Regions from separate parts of the Macaca mulatta genome. Here region 2 is linked to region 1. A link is a contact called in public Hi-C data. All regions are on one chromosome and are shown on one strand. Each heading gives the region's core, a stretch centred on a gene start, on an enhancer-like site or on the middle of the called end of the contact. The rest is flanking DNA. Distances are from core to core; before and after follow the strand shown.

Region 1 (4,871 bases), core at 598-3,097:
AGTACCTGGTTCATGGTGGGTCTATTGAATGCTGTCTTTCCTTTCTTGTGAACAATGCTAATCGACATGGAATTTCTGAGTGAGACTAAAGTCCATTCAAAAGGTTTAGGGTGGAGTGTGGGGGCACTGGAGTCTTTCTATCCAAGAGAATATCATTAAAGCTGGAAGCTACAGTAGAAGGTCAAAACAATAAGCAGTCAGAAGTCACAGAAGGCCCAGGGGTGGTGGTTTACGCCTGTAATCCCAGTACTTTGGGAAGCTGAGGCAGGAGGATCACTTGAGGCCAGGAGTTTGGGATGAGTGTGGGCAACACAGCAAGACTTCATGTCTACAATTTTTTTTTTACATAGCCAGGCATGGTGGCATGAACCTGTAATCCCATCTAGTCGGGAGGTTGTGGGGAGGAGGCAGGCAGGAGGATTGCTTGAGTTCAGGGGCCAGAAGCTATAGTTGCAGTGAGTTATGATCCGGCCCCTGCACTCCAGCCTCTGATACAGTGAGACTCTGTCACACACACACACAAAAGAAGAAGTCACAGAAGTGAAGAAGACACTTGTCTTTCAGCCAACATCATTGAGTATCAGCAAGTGCCAGACCTAGGCTCAGCTCAGGAGACACATGGCCTGGTTGGAAAAGGGGTAGCTTTGGAGGGGACAGTTTTAGATTCGGTTCCAACTCCGCCACCCAATGACTGAGTGTCGTTAGGAAAGACACTGCATCAATTTCACTTTGTTCATTCATAAAATATCACCTTGCTGGGATATTGGACAAGCTGCTGACAAGGTAAGTGATGGGCCTAAGTTGGAACCAGCACTTAGTAGGTTCACCTATTCACCTGGTTCATCCTATTCACCTGGACTCAGTTCTATGACCACGTGGATGTTGAGTTTGAGATGCTACCAGGTTGTCCAAGAGACAGCTAGAAATACAGAACGTGAGTCTAAGAATGTGCAGGAGCCAGGCTTGGTGGCTCATGCCTGTCATCTCAGCACTTCGAGAGACTGAGGCAGGATGATCACCTTAGGTCAGGAGATCGAGACTGGTCTGGGCAACATAGAAAGACTCTGTCTCAATCAGTCAATCAATATGAATAAGTATAAGCCTGGTGACATGCCAAGCACAGGACCTGGGTGTCCAATCAAAATTCCTGTCTTGCCGGGCACAGTGGCTCACCCTTGTAATCCCAGCACTTTGGGAGGCTGAGGCAGGAGGATCACTTGCATCCACGAGTTCGAGACCAGCCTGGGCAACATAGCAAGACCACATTGCCAAAAAACTTAAAATTTATCTGGCATGGTGGCATATGCTTGGAATCCCACCACCCCACCCAGCTAATTTTTAAAATTTTCTTTTGTAGAGATGGGGTCTCACTACGTTGCCCAGGCTGGTTTCAAACACCTGGTCTCAAGCGATCCTCCTGCCTTTGCCTCCCAAAGTGCTGGGATTACAAACACAAGACAGTATCATCATTTTGATCATGTAACTTCTGCCCTAAAGAAGCTCACAGTCTGCAGGGAAAACAGATGTTTGGTGCATGGGGTTAGAAGCATGCCAAGTTTTCATCCTCCCTGGGAAAGTTCAGCAATGAGAGAATCCTCCTCTTGGAATAAAGCTGAGCTCACACCAAAAGCCAGTTAAGCTCTTCTCCTGCACCACGCATCGCGAGGGGCAGCCCAGCCTGGAGCCCGGGGCTCTGGCACAGGTGGTGGAGTGGAGGAATGTATCCGGCCCCTCCAACCTCGCAGCTAGCTGAGTACAAGTCTCCATACACACAGGAGACGCGCAAACACAGGCTGCCTCCCTCCCGAGTTGTGGTACACGACGCCACCCTTCTGCGTGCACAAGCTGTCCCGGTAGCTGATGCCAGCATCTCCGTGGCAATAGAAATGTGTTCGGTTCCTCCTCCCCCTACCCCACTATGCCTGGCAAAAAGTTAACGGCGCTTTACTTCTCTTTGAGTCCATATGCCGCCTCAATTTCTGATCAGAGATGTTACAAATTACAGTCTGTCTCTGCAGAAAATTAAAGTAGGCTCATTTCTCTTTTTGTGTCAACACATTAGTTTCAATTGTTTGAGAGAATGTGCTAGATGGTGTTCTCTTCATTTGAAGATAATTTTCTTTTCTCCGCTCTCCAATGACAGAATTCCTGGTTAAGGCGTTGGCCTCCCCTCCCCTTCCTCTTGCCCCCTCCTGATTTAATCTGCCTGGGGCAGGCAGCTTGTTTTGCAATCAAAGGTTGCAGTCTAACAATTGGAAAAGAGATTAATTAAGGAAGAAAAGATTTTCTCTCTTTCTTTCTTGTGGGTTCAAAGCCTTCTTTAATAAGAGGAATCAATGGAAATGGAAATAAAAGAGCAGGAACTAGGTCCCTGAAGCCTCCTCCTTCCCCCACCAGCCTCTCCAGGTCTCTGCCATCCGCCCGCAATGCACAAGGGTCTTTGACAGCCTTTCCTTATACCCCTCCCTCTCAGATGCCCTCCGAGAAATCAATCACGTGCCCCTGCGGGGAAATGGACAGGGAGAAGTTTAAATGGGATTTTTATAAATTTCATCAATACTCACACAAAACAGAAGCGGGACAGCTTTATTGATTTAAACATTAAAATAACATGTGCTTTCTCTGCATTTTCCCAGAGGTGATAATGTTTCTTATTTTTAATCTAGATTGAAATCTCAGAGACTTTCCACAAACCCCTTGTGGTGATTACCAAAGATTAGTAATAACATGTCTAATTAGTGTAGAAAGACAGAAAAATCGATGGCAGTGTGGGATGTTACGCTGACTGACAGCGCTCGGAGGAGAGGCTGGGTGCCTCTCCAGAGATGGGGAAGTGCCCGGTGGGCCCTGCTCAGCATAGGGCCCTGGGGGTCGGCTTACACCTGTCGGAGGAGGCTTTCCAAGTTCCCTGATCTTCTTTCTTTGAGCTTTTGATGTCTTTGTTGGAGGAAATGGTAAAAAGAAGAGAGCGGGATTCATTGGTGGGGGAACCAAGTCAATCCAGCAAATGCCCAGATGATCCATTTTGCTTTTCTGTCCAGTATTTCCCAAGGACCGGCAGGGAACAAATGCTGGGACACGCACTGGAGGGACGGGAAGGAAGACCCAGCCCCTGGTCTCCAGAGACCCTGTCTACTGTTCAACAGAGTTGTGTCAATAGTGGAGGCTTTAGAGCCTCATCTCCAAACTTAATTCCCAGTGATGTGTTTGGTTGCATCTGGGTGGGAAGGGAGGATTCCATTAAGGGCTTCATCCCTTACAAGATGGCCAAGTCTCTGCCCACTGTCCAAGGGCCTTACGGGTGGCCAGGACTAACCCTTTCCCTTCCCTTCACCCACTTTCAGATCCCCCTTCCCTCCCTCTTTTTCTCTCTCTTTCTCTCTCTCTTCCCCAAGTCCGTGTGACCCAGTCCTGACAACAGAAAACAGCCCTGCAAACTCTCCTGAGAGGCTCTTCCTCCCACACCCAAAAAGTTTCTTGAGGCCTCTTTTCTTTCTTAGGGCTTCTGTTTCTGCTTAATTATATGGGAGGAGGGGAGAAGGAAAGGAGCCAGAGAATCGAAAAGAGGCAGATAAAAGGAGGGAACCACATGGGGACACACAGATATAAACATATAGATAATGCCAGGCACAGTGGCTCATGCCTGTAACTCCAGCACTTTGGAAGGCCAAGGCTGAAAGATTGCTTGAGCCTAGGAGTTTGGGACCAGCCTGCGTAACCTAGGGAGATCCTGCACCAGCCTGGGCAACCTAGGGAGATCCCGTCTCCATGAAAAATTTTAAACATTAGCCCAGTGTGGTGGTGCGTGCCTCTAGTCCCAGCTACTCAGGAGGGTGAGGCAGGAGGATGACTTGAGCCCGGGCACTCGAGGCTGCAGTGAGCCATGATTGCGCCACTGCTCTCCAGCCTGGCTGACACAGCAAAACCTCGTCTCCAAATAAATAAATATACATATATATAAATAGAGAGAGTGTAGTTTACATATAAATACAGCTCACCTTACAGGTTATGTAGGCAAAAAAACACAGTGTCCTAAGAGGTAGAGTGAATAATCTTAGCAACACAGATAAAGGAAGAATTAAGTCTTCCCTAGAAGCGAGATTCAGAGAGAGGGACAGCTTGGAGCTGGCTCTGGAAGGATGCAAAGGCGGGAAACGGAGAGAGAGCTCAAGGGAGGTGGGGTAAGGAGTGAGGGACCCATTGGGCTAGAGCAGTAACTGTCTCCTCTCTCCAACCCTTCACCCCATCGCAATCTCGCTCCGACCCCATCTCTCCACCAGTGCTGCTTCTGCCACCACTGAAGCCCAGATGGTCAAACCCAAGGGACAGGACCTAGTCTTTATTTGGCTTGATCTGGCTGCAGCATTTGACCTTGTGGACTACTCACTTCTAGAAACATCTTCTTTGATTTCTGTAATGCATGGCCCCTTGGTTTCCGCGACTTCTCTCAGTCTCCTTTGCTGGGTTTTTCTTTCTCTTCTCTGTTGATAACCCTGTGGCTCCATCCAGAGTTAATGCACTGGGCATTCTCCCTTGGGATGGCGCCATTCACACCCACGACATTACCTCCATCTTTATCTCGGTAAGTCCCAAATCTCCTTGACCAGCCCCTATCTTCCTTTTCGTCTCCAAACCCACAGGTCCTATGCTGTGCATAGAATTTCAGCCGGGATATTGCACACCCAGGCACCACCCATTTTAAGTGTTCAAATTCAAACTCTTCTCTCCTCCGAGAATGTCTGGGCCATCCAGGTGGGTGCCGCCATGTTGTCGGGGCCATGTTTGTCCTCCCAGCTACCTCCATAGTACCTGTCCTTCTCTTCAGCCTCCTCACAGCCTAGATGTCCTGAGCCTAGAAGATCATCCCTTCT
Region 2 (4,871 bases), core at 1,506-4,005, 2.4 Mb before region 1:
ATTCCATGGATCAGAACAAAAGAGACAAGGAAATCTTTGGTTTCCGATGGCAGGAAAAGGCTTCATCCAGGACCAAACCCCTCCCCCAGATAAATCTACTTCTTAATCTCTTAACACTCTTATCTGTGGCCAAAGTGGTTTAATGAGCTGCCTTCAATCTCCCTCCTCAATTCTGTGGCAGTCTGAGATGAGAAATAACATATGATGACTCTCCAGGGTTAGGCACAACCTAGAAGGAGGCTGGCCTCTAGACAGCTTCTTTACAGTCCCTCATGCGTACTCACATAAAGTCATCTGGCCACTCCACATCACACACAGCTCCTGAGAGCCTCACAGTTCTGCTCAAATCTGTCAGTTATATCAAATGAGAAGAGAGAGAAGGGAAAGTAAGATGGAGGGGAAGAAAAAAGGGGAAAAGAGAAAAGAGAACAGGGAGGGGGACAGGGAAGAGAAGAGGGAAAAAGGAAGAGAGAGGGAGGAACGATGGAAAGAAAAGGGAGAGAAAAAGGAGAAAGGGACAGAGATGATCAATAATTCTCAAGTTTAGTGAAATAATCTGCATCTAGATCTTTTAAATGGAACTTTGGCTCATGTTTTAGGCTCTCACATTACTGTATTTACCACTGATGTCAACTCTACGGATTGTTAATTCACTGATGGATATAATCATATTTAAGTGTCCCAGAAATCCCCTAGGAGAACAAAAACTTGTAAGCAGCCAAGAAATATCTGTAGGTCCCAGCCAGGCACAGTGGCTCACACCTGTAATCCCAGCGCTTTGAGAGGCCGAGGTGGGTGGATCACGAGGTCAGGAGATCGAGACCATCCTGGCTAACACGATGAAACCCCATCTCTACCAAAAATACAAAAAATTAGCCAGGTGTGGTGGTAGGCGCGTGTAGTCCCAGCTACTCGGGAGGCTGAGGCAGGAGAATGGTGTGAACCCGGGAGGCGGAGCTTGCAGTGAGCCAAGATTACGCCATTGCACTCCAGCCTGGGCGACAGAGTGAGACTCTGTCTCAAAAAAGTATCTGTAGGTCCCAATGGGCAGATGGTGGAAGTCAAGTAGAAAGAACAGGTAGACTGACCAAGACAGGCCAGGGTCCTACCGAGAGGAACTGAAAGAGAAGAGGCCTAAAGCTTTGGAGGAAAAACTTTAGTTGCTTTCTACAAAATGTATGCTATTGGCTGAATGTGGGAAAGAAATAGTAACTACTTCATCTACTGAGATGAAGAAAATCCAGGTGAAGCTCTTTCCAGAAAGGTTCAATCCCATTAGAGGACAAGAATTTCCAACCTGTGGTCTTGTGAAATTAGTTCCTAAATTGTGAATACACAGAACTCATTGTTATATTATACCCTGCCACACAAATTCAGATATGCTCTTGGTAAATGGCTTTCTGGACTCAGGAGTGAAATATACAAAATGCCTTTTTTTAGCAGGTAACAGCAGGTCTATAATGTTGGTCCCATCCTGTATCAAACAGCCATGGGACATCAAACTTGGATTAGAGGGTCTCGTGGCTCTAACCGCTAAACTAGACTCAATTTGTAACATCAATTATCCTGGAACCCTATGTGCCCAGCCTGCTCTATTCTCAACTCCAGGTACAAACTTCACACTAAAATTTACTCATTAATACGTGCATATTCCACAGGTATTTTAAAATTAGTCTGCCCCAAACTGAAATCTACCTTCCCTGTTTCCCTATAAATACTATGCCTGGGGAGTATTAGCTGAAAACCTTAGACCTTCCTTTCTTACTCTCTTTAATTTATCTTCCTACTTGTTAAGTCCTATCTCCCTTCACTACTCTTATCTGAACTAATGGTCACATCTAAAACCTCTCCATGCTTCCTTCTCCCAACATAATAGGCTGGCACTTCTCCTACTCTCACCACTTTTTATATAATCTTATTCTCCAGATTGATACCACAATAATGCTTCTTAAAAAAAATTTTTGAAGAGGCTACTCATCTAGTTTAAGATTCTATGATGATTCCCTATTTCCAGTAATCCTCAAAACCAGGCCCAAACCTAGGTGCACCAAGCTCATTTCAAACCACTTCTCCTTTTTCACCTTGGACCCTAGCAACACATACACCTACACCTTCTAAGTAATACTTAACTTTCATGGCCTGTATGAGACAACTGTCTCCTGACATGCATTTCCAAAGATCCCCTCCTTCCCCTTTTTTCCCAGCGTCCTTTATACACATAGCTATTAAGGTTGTGATTATGTGACTGTTTGCATTTATTTCTACCTACAGAGAAAGTGAGCTTATATGGGGCAGGGACCCTTCCTGGGGATCTTTAGTGGGTGCCTAACAACATCTGTTGTGAAAAAAGCAGGAAGAGAAATTGAGGGTTCAGATTTATCTGAACAAACAAAACTAACTTTTCCTTTGGGAATGGCAAAAACTCAAAAGGTAATGCACATAATGGCAGAGGATAACACACCCGCAGGCTGTTACCTTTCCACAGGTACACAAGCACATCAGTTTGGGGCCCTGGCAAGCACAGCTGGGCAAAAGCCAACTCCTGCAGAGTGGCTGCATTTGTCTTGCTAAGGGGTGGCAATGACAGCATCTGTCAAGACGAGATTGAACAGAGGAGCTCAGAACCAAGCAGAGCTGTAACATGATGCACCAGTATCTGGTTGGAGTGCAAACAAGGTACGCTTTCTTCCTCTACTACACAGCAGGCACCATGCCAAACACACACAGTGTTTGCTGTTTTTGCAAGTCTAATAGGGTCTGCTGAGGGGAGGGGTAGGAGATCAGCAGTTCATAATGACTCTCATTATGTCTGGTGCATTTTGAGCCAAGATTAGACACTAGACAATCCTCTGTCCAGTGTCAAGGGCTTTCAACTGCCCTTTCATCAGGATAATTCCACTTCAAACTAATTTAGGTTTCTTATAACCCAAGCTACCAAAACCGATACACTTCACCGTTTTCAGCCCAGAAAAAGAGGTCAATGTCTGCTCCAACTAGATATATAGTCTTTGGGTTCAGAGTCTGTGACTGCTATACACGTGCTGTGACAGAAACATGCCACCACGAGATCTAGCTCTTTCCATTGCACTCTAAGTCAGCTGCATTGCAGAAACTCTTCTGGGAAGAGCATCCCCTGCCCTCCTTACTGTCACCTGCACTTCTGCAGATTAGAGTTCCTTTCAACATAGAGCAGAAACCATTTTGGGAGACCTCTAAAAAATTTTAGAGTCTGAACTTTCTAATTCCCACTAAAATCAACAAGGTTATACGAGTTTCACTCTAGGATGAAAACTAGATTCTGCAGCTAATTGTTTTTCTTTTAAGTCTAAACATCAAAAATAATAAATCTCTAAACTAGACCTTTACATAAAAATTCGAGAACAGTACAAATCAGTGTAGAATTCTAATAATTATCCATTACATGTTCAACCAACAATTTCCAGTTTTAGTCTTCTAAGTATGGATAGAGTTTTGTGACTATTGTCATCCTATGTGTATTCACATGGGAAAGGACAAAGGTTTCAAGAAAACAAAAATGACACACTAGTCAAGCACAAAAATGGGAAAGGGCCAAGTGCAATGGCTCACACCTGTAATCCCAACATTTTGGGAGGCTGAGGTGGGAGGACTGCTTGAGGCCAAGAGTTTGAGACCAACCTGAACAACACAGGGAGACCTCCCTCCCTACCAAAAAACAAACAAACAAAACAAAACAAAACAAAGAAGGGAAAGTGGCAAGTAGATAGCAAAACTCACCATAATACTTTCCTTTTTTATTCTAAAAAATGTATAGTACTTATTTCAAACAGAACCAACATCACTGTGACCTTCCAAGAAAGTTAATGAATGTTATTTGGATTCATAAAGACTGTACATTAACAATTCACAGGGAGTCAAAGTCCTGAAAAGGATTAAATGAAGAAAAAAGAAACAAACCAAATGACACTGACCTATCCATGTTTCACGGTTCCAAAACCTACTTTGTGAATATGAAATCTCTGAAAGCATGAATCTATTATATAAACATTCTAATTATCTATTAAATAAAAGTCATCTTATATATCTAAATATGTACATGTACTTATTTTAGCCCTTTAAAGCAGACACAATTTAATGTGGCATAATTTGAAACGGACTATTTCACAGAGCAGACACCTGTGTGCACACATGAGCCATTACTTATGTAACAGTACTCTGATAAGTACTCTAAAGAAGCACTAAGGTATAAGATTTGTTAGAAAAATAATAGTTTATTGAAATCTAACACAAAAACAAAAATAACTGCATGGAAGTGTAATTACGCACTGAACACACCGGTGTAATCAACATGCAGATCAACAGAAAAATACCTGCATTTCCAAATCCACCCTTGAATGTAAATAATTTTACTTCACTGGGGCAAAATGTGTCCAGAAATTCTTCTTATATTTATCCTGGAGTTATCATGGACCAATCTGGTTGACTGTTGCTTAAAAGTTTCTATTCTGCAACCCATGGATAATTCTGCCAAACTAGTAGCTCTAGATTACTGAGGAGAAACAAATTATCAACAGTAACTTAAAACAACATGAAGCCACTATCATATACTCATAAATCTGGATTTGAATGTAACAATTATTTGTTCTAACTCATTCATTCTACTAAAGTAGAAGCTTAAGCCCACAGGTGCCAAACCCTAGCCAAAGTCACATTGAGTGTTCAAAGTCAAACTCACACTGGAGGACGAACTGTACTAATCAACAGAAGCTGTGTGTTAAGGTTAAGGTGTATAATCCAATAAAATGGCCCTGGAAATTCTGAAATAGCTCTAGACTTCCAATCTGCAATTCTCCAATATCTTAACCAAAGTTTACTGTCAATACCTGTAGCTA

What was found. Hi-C and Micro-C count contacts between places; a contact is called where the count stands out from the background.
Region 2: a contact with region 1 is called in a Hi-C map of fetal cortex germinal zone, with 3 times the contacts expected there. The contact joins two enhancer-like sites. A contact is called at or near these places in 2 of 14 Hi-C or Micro-C datasets (fetal cortex germinal zone and fetal cortical plate).

What each region holds. Positions count from the first base shown.
Region 1 is chr3:52,881,622-52,886,492 of T2T-MMU8v2.0, reverse strand. No RefSeq gene overlaps it. Among named protein-coding and RNA genes, the nearest start is that of CASTOR2, 380 kb to the right of the region's middle. Within about 2 kb of position 1,847, at least 5 of the 40 cell types and tissues checked have an H3K27ac peak or open chromatin away from gene starts, as enhancers often do. A contact at or near this core is called in fetal cortex germinal zone, where this site is marked.
Region 2 is chr3:55,247,060-55,251,930 of T2T-MMU8v2.0, reverse strand. All of the region lies in intron 2 of AUTS2 (activator of transcription and developmental regulator AUTS2), which reads right to left. Among named protein-coding and RNA genes, the nearest start is that of AUTS2, 350 kb to the right of the region's middle. Within about 2 kb of position 2,755, at least 6 of the 40 cell types and tissues checked have an H3K27ac peak or open chromatin away from gene starts, as enhancers often do. A contact at or near this core is called in fetal cortex germinal zone, where this site is marked.